Regions from separate parts of the Mus musculus genome. Here region 1 is linked to region 2. Evidence: chromatin contacts called from public promoter capture Hi-C data. All regions are on one chromosome and are shown on one strand. Each heading gives the region's core, a stretch centred on a gene start, on an enhancer-like site or on the middle of the called end of the contact. The rest is flanking DNA. Distances are from core to core; before and after follow the strand shown.

Evidence for each region. Promoter capture Hi-C pulls out the DNA fragments that hold promoters and counts their contacts.
Region 1: a contact with region 2 is called in a promoter capture Hi-C map of trophoblast stem cells, with 4 times the contacts expected there. The contact joins the promoter of Tbx19 here to the enhancer-like site in region 2. A contact is called at or near these places in 3 of 39 promoter capture datasets (cranial neural crest, frontonasal cranial neural crest and trophoblast stem cells), 1 of 115 datasets of contacts at active chromatin or transcription factors (differentiating embryonic stem cells) and 2 of 9 other capture datasets (embryonic stem cells and liver).

Annotation. Positions count from the first base shown.
Region 1 is chr1:165,159,392-165,162,580 of GRCm38.p6, reverse strand. Tbx19 (T-box 19) reads left to right here and starts at 1,808. Exons shown (of 8, transcript NM_032005.4): 1 at 1,808-2,215. The coding sequence starts at 2,019.
Region 2 is chr1:164,530,044-164,533,184 of GRCm38.p6, reverse strand. No RefSeq gene overlaps it. Among named protein-coding and RNA genes, the nearest start is that of Gm26685, 28 kb to the right of the region's middle. Within about 2 kb of position 1,259, at least 11 of the 459 cell types and tissues checked have an H3K27ac peak or open chromatin away from gene starts, as enhancers often do. A contact at or near this core is called in trophoblast stem cells, where this site is marked.

The DNA of each region.
Region 1 (3,189 bases), core at 559-3,058, 630 kb before region 2:
ACTTGGGAAGGTTAGGAGGTATGGCCTCTTTCGAGGAGGCATGACCCTGGGAGCAGGCTTTCAGATCCCTTCTTAAACCACACCTTCAGTGTACCTTTTTATTGTGTGAGGTGATATATGCTCTGTGGGTCAGGGTGTGGTTATCTTTCGGGTCAGTATATATCCTACCACGTTTTAAAATTATAAATATGTATAGAATTGCAACATCAATTTCCAAATAAAGTGTGGCTCTGCTTGAGTCCCCATCCCCCTCAGCTTCTTTGCCTCAGTAAGTGGACTAATTCATCATGCTAGACATTGGTTCCCTCATACCCAGTTCAGTGCTGCCCACATTTCCCCCTTGAGCAGTGAGTCCTACTACTCTGCCCTCTAGCAGGTCCCTGCCTGGTCCTAGCCATGACTACTGGGTCCCCTCTTCTGGATACTCAACTTTCTCTGTGTCCTTTCCGTCACTGTTGAGATGCCTTCTCAAATCGCCTTTCTACAGCACAGCATCTAATCAGGACCCTCCCCACCCCAGCCCCGCCTCACCTTGCATGGCTTCCTCCACCACTTCGTCCTTTTGCATGATCTTTATTTTCTTACCGTGGCTGATAACCAAACTACTTCATGTCACTTCTTTCCCCTGTCAGATGGGTCGTTCTACGAAGATATCGCTTCTCTTCTATCACTTCTGTGGAGTGCTTAGTAGGTACTCAGTTCATGTTTGGCATCCTCCACATTCAGACTCCCCCTAAGTTTTCTGCTTTTATTTCCCCATTGCTCTGACATTCTTGTTTTCTTTTATAACAAGATAAACCAGCACCCTAGGCTCTCCTAGGGTTGGGGTGTTCCAGCTGTTTTGATGGTCTCCTTCATGGTTTCTACCTCCCCATCCAGCCACCCTGTGCTGTGTCTTTAGGAGAAGTAACCGTTTCTACTAATTACATCCTCAGGGAATAGCGGGACTCAATCCGGAAGGACAGCGTTGGCCACGGCTGTCCCAAAAGAGAACTGGGAGCCTTTTTGGACCAACGATTAGCATCACTCAGTCCAATGATGTAAAACGTTGATTCCCACCCAGGAGGCGCAGAGTTTTTCTTAGAATAGTTCAGGACAAATTACTTTCCCCCTTCCTTTCACTAGGACTGGAGATAAGAGAGACTAGGGGTCTGGATTCGAGGGAGGAAGATCAAAGTTCAAAGCTGAAAATGAAAAGGACCTTAGAGGTAAAAAGGGTGTGAATGTGGGTGGGTACAGTCAGTGGGGAGATGACAGAGGAGCTCCCTAGGGGAAAGAGGTCTGTAGTTCTTTTCCTCCTGACTTCAGTTTCTTGAGTGTAGCATGCAGAGAGACTTCCTTTATTCTCAGGTCTTGTATCTTGGCACAGAGCCCTTCACCCTCAGCATAGACTGCTCTTGTCTGCAGGGCTTCTGTGTCTGTTCAAGTTGCTAGATCAGGGTGGAGGGAGTTCAGCTGACTACTCTGCCAGGACAGCTTGCCCAGACAGCAAGTTTGTGGCTCCCCTGCCAGCACCTCCTTTTCTATAGGTGCCACATGCCACAATTTATACGCAGACATGATTTGACTGATTGTTGCAGTCCGGGCCTGGAATAATTTTAATTAACGGGAAAACGGTCCTCAATACACCGATTAGACCTCTTCAGGTACAACAAGATAAAAGCCTGATAATTTGGATGGAGTACTCTTCTTAAACGTCTACTGTAGGCAGGGCGGCCAATGGGAAAGCCAGGCTGACTCCCACCTGATCCAGTGAGTAATTAAGAGAGCGCTTTTTCTTCTCCACCTCCCCCCACCCTCTCCTCCCTGCTCCCCAACTGAAGCTTAACAGGTTGGTGGTATAATTTGGAGACTTTCAGGGGTGTCACACTGGAAGCTTTAGCAAGAGCCAAGGCATCTTATTCTACTCCCAGACACTGACCAGCTGGGGTCGAAAAGCCAGCAAGTGAGGGAAGGAAGGAGCCGGAGGCAGAGAAAGTGGGAACGGCTCTCAGCAAAGTTTGAAAGGGTCTACAGCCATGAGTGAACTGGCCACACAGAAGGCTGGCGAAGGCACTGTGTCTCGCCTGCTTAACGTGGTGGAAAGTGAGCTCCAGGCAGGGAGGGAGAAGGGAGACCCTACAGAGAAGCAACTTCAGATCATCCTGGAGGATGCTCCCCTCTGGCAGAGATTCAAGGAAGTCACTAATGAAATGATCGTGACCAAGAACGGCAGGTGAGTTTGACTGCAGCCCACTTGTGCTAGCCTTTGCTTGGCGAGGAAGGTAAGACACCTTTGGTAGTAAAGAGGCTACCACTCTTCGTTCAGAGGCAGCAGGCTCTGAACATCTTAAAGACAGTCTCGGCTGGCCGTCACTCAGCCAACTTAATTTCTTTGAGATAATCAGAGCAGTGGAAGATGGAGGCCACCTGTCTTACCTACATGTATTATATGGGGAATTATTTTGCAGGGGAGCATGCCCCATGCATTGGGGAAGTGGACTCAACTGTCAGAAACTGGTATTAATTTTTGAATGACTGTGTCCCCTGGAGCAGACCTGTGTTCAGTCCTGTTCAGATAATGTGAAAGTTGACTTTATTTGGAAACTGGATAGTTTGTTCTTAAGCACAGCACACCTGTCTGTCAGACGATTTTGACTAGTTGAAGACTGGGATTGAAAGGGCCACATGGCCTATCTCTCTCTGCCTGCTTCCTTGTGCATGTTGAGGGAGAATGAGTTTCGATTGTGTGTTTCACATAGTTAGGAAAGCTGGCGTATAATAGGGAATGAAGCTCTAATGCCCAGTTTTAGGAAAGAGAAGTTTTCTTCTTTCATTCTCCCTGCAAAGAGTGGGGATTGTCCATACCGCTCCCTGCTGGCATTTCTCAGATCCTGTGAAGCTTAGCCTGTTAGGCGCCTTTGAGGGAACTTTAAAGCTTGAGCTTAGCAGAGGAGATGCAAATGTTTTGAAAGAGACTCCCACTGCATGCTCACACATCTTTGGGTACCTATGGACACAAAGTACCCGAAGGACATTTTCAGTAGTGTTAGTTGAGCCCAGACTCTTTTTCTTACACCTTGAGAGAAATTTTGCTTAGAGAGAAAAGTTGAAATTAGCTGAACCTCAGGCTGACTTTTGTCGTTGATAAAAAGCCTTCAATTTCTGGTGTCTTAGCTTTGTAATTATGAATAAAACACAGCAACGAAA
Region 2 (3,141 bases), core at 10-2,509:
CAGAAATGGACAGCTTGTCTCTATACTAAACTATGAACTACCAGGTGGAGTGACTTGATCCCTGGGGATTATCTGATGGTAAGCAAATGGGATTTTATAAAGGATCAGTCAAAGTGGCAGTCCGCAGGGACTGTTGGCTAGAAGGACCTCGGCTATGGCAGTCCATGGAACTCTCATGTCACCTCTCCTCTTGCCTCTCCACAAGGAGAAAGCCCTAAGTATTAAGAACAAGCATCTCAAGGGAGCTAGGTAGGATGGTACCCTAGTTTTCAACAGAGTTTTGTTTCTGCTCTAGTTCCACATGTGCTCAGTTTCAAAGAAAGGGTTATAGTCTCCGCCCCTCAATGAGTCAAGATCACATTGCAAAAACAAAAGGTATTGTTGGGGCTATATCTGGAAACTACCATTGTTTAGTCAACAATTTACCCCTCTTCCTTGATAAATACTTGCCTCTAGGACCACCAAATCTCACTCTATCACGACATTAGGCCATTGTTTAAACCAAGCACTTCAAATATAGCAATTTGAGTACCATTCCTCCACTATAAAGAGTAAGCTAAAGTTACTGAACACACCCTCACCCCCATCCCCACCTCCTACCTTCCACCCCCAACCCCCAGTGATATAATAGTTCAACATAACTATGACAGACACTCCTGTTCATAAAGGAAGGACGCATGAGGTGCATAGCAGTCACAGGTCCAGACATCTTTCTGAAACCCAGAGGGGCACAAACTGCCTGCCCGGTGTTCACTAAGGCTCTTGGGTCTGCTGCTCGTTCTGAACCTCTTGGCACTGCCCACAGAGTACTTGGCTCTGCCACAGAGTAATTTTTTCAGCCAGCTCATTACATGTATCGAGGAATCCAAATGTCCCATTTCATTTGTGCTGGTTGTGAGCCTTTTGGTGTAAGCTGATACAATCCCTTTGAAAGCTTTGTGAACACTTGGGGTTATCCATTTATAATTTATTCGGTGAGACTTTTAAAAACCAGACCACGAATTTCCTTGTGACTGGCTTTGCTTTCTCAGCTTTGGGGTCCCTGTGATATTTCATGAGGCAATAATATCTTTATTGCTCTTTTTGCTTTTTTTTTCTTTTAACTACACTTATTTGTTTGTTTGAGGTGGGTGCACTTGTGTCAGAGGACAGCTAATGAGGATCTTTTCTCTCCTGCCATGCAGGGCCTAGGGCTACACAAAGTCATCAGGCTTAGTGGGAAGTGCCTGCACCTGCTGAGCCATCTTACAGCACCCCGCCCTAGCTCTTTCTTTTTCTTTTCTCTTGAGAAAGAGTCTTCCCACAGAGTCTTCAGGGTGACTGTGACCTCATGACACTCCTTCCTCAGCCTCATAAACCCTGTAATTAACCATAGCCACTGACTTCATACATCTTTAGAAGCCCTATTGCCAAACAAAAGAGATCAGATGTTACCAGCTTTTCTGGGGCATCTTAGAAAATAGTGGGGTGAGGGTGCTAAACCTATTCTTTTTTTTTTTAATTTATTTATTTATTATATGTAAGTACACTGTAGTTGTCTTTAGACACACCAGAAGAGGGCATCAGATCTCATCACGGATGGTTGTGAGCCACCATGTGGTTGCTGGGATTTGAACTCAGGACCTTCGGAAGAGCAGTCAGTTCTCTTACCCACTGAGCCATCTCTCCAGCCCGCTAAACCTATTCTTGCTCTAAGTCAAAAGCTATCACCGAAGGCTGGACCCTTCCCTCTGTTTGAAAAACTCAAAGGCGAACTGTCTTTAGAAAAAAAGGTTCACTAAGGCTGAACCACGGGGCTCCAAGATCATTAAACTCAAGTTGGGAACTCAGGAAGATGGTCAAGCAAACAAGAGGGCGGTTGCTAGTGACAACATATTTAGACAACTAACAATTGCAAATATTGGGGCTGTCAAATTGAGAGACAGATAGACAGGAGGGGGGAGGAGGGGGAGGAAGGAGAGAGAGAGAGAGAGGTGCATAGGCTGGCTTCCAACTTGCTACTTCTGATCCTCCTACCTACATTGCCCAAGTGATTAGATTACAGGAGCATGGCAGTATGTTCATATCTCTCTCTCTCTCTCTCTCTCTCTCTCTCCCTCTCTCTCTCTCTCTCTCTCTCAAATGCTAGATGTCAAATTCAGGGCCTTTTGCATATCAGGCACTCTACCAACTAAGCTACCTCTCTGACCCAGAAAATGAAATTTCATAACTGAAATATTTAAGGATAGGTAATTTCAAATGGCACAGTCCAGCATACAAGGAACTAGCGGCAGTGGAAAGCCACGAGCTGTCGCCCCACAAACTGCTTCTTCACTGACAGCAGGAAGGAGGGGGGAAAGTGAAATGGAGAAACGTGTGTGGTGCCAACTGTGCCCCCGATGGGTATACACTGGGGAGCACCCAAAGTCACATGTGCAGCCTTCCTCCCAAAATTATTAATCAGGTCCAGATCATGAAGAAATGCCTAGACGGATCCCTATTGAAGAAGCAGCTTGGCATGGGGGTCTTCCGAACTTTAAGATTAGGATAGAGTTTTGTAAGTGGATCTCGGGAAAGACCCTTCATTGTTTTAGGTTGTTTTTCTGGTGCGTGATAAAACACCAACCTAAATCAACTAAGGCGGGGTGGAGAGGGTTTATTTCCACTAAAGAGTCACAGTCCATGATTGAGGGAAGTCAAGTCAGGGAAGGAGCCTCCAGGCAGGAACTGAAGTAGACTGGAGAGGAGTGTTGCTTCCTGGCTTACTTTCCATGGCTCGCTCACCTTACTTGAGACTCGAGGGAGGTATCACCCACAGTGGGCTAGCCCTCCCATATCAACCATAATTCAAGAAAATACCCCACAAAAACATGCCCAGAGGAGGCAATTCCTCAATTCTCTTCCCTCTTCTCAAGTGACTCTAGTTTTTGTCAAATTGACAAAGGAAGGTTTTTAAAAACATTTTTTGGCAGAAAGATTTTGCTGGCAGAACCCTGATATAGCTGTCTCTTGTGAGGCTATGCCAGTGCCTAGCAAATACAGAAGCAGATGCTCACAGTCATCTATAGGATGGAACACAGGGCCCCTAATGAAGGAGCTAGAGAAAGTACCCAAGGAGCTAAAGGGGTCTGCAACTCTATAGGAGGAACAACAATATGAACT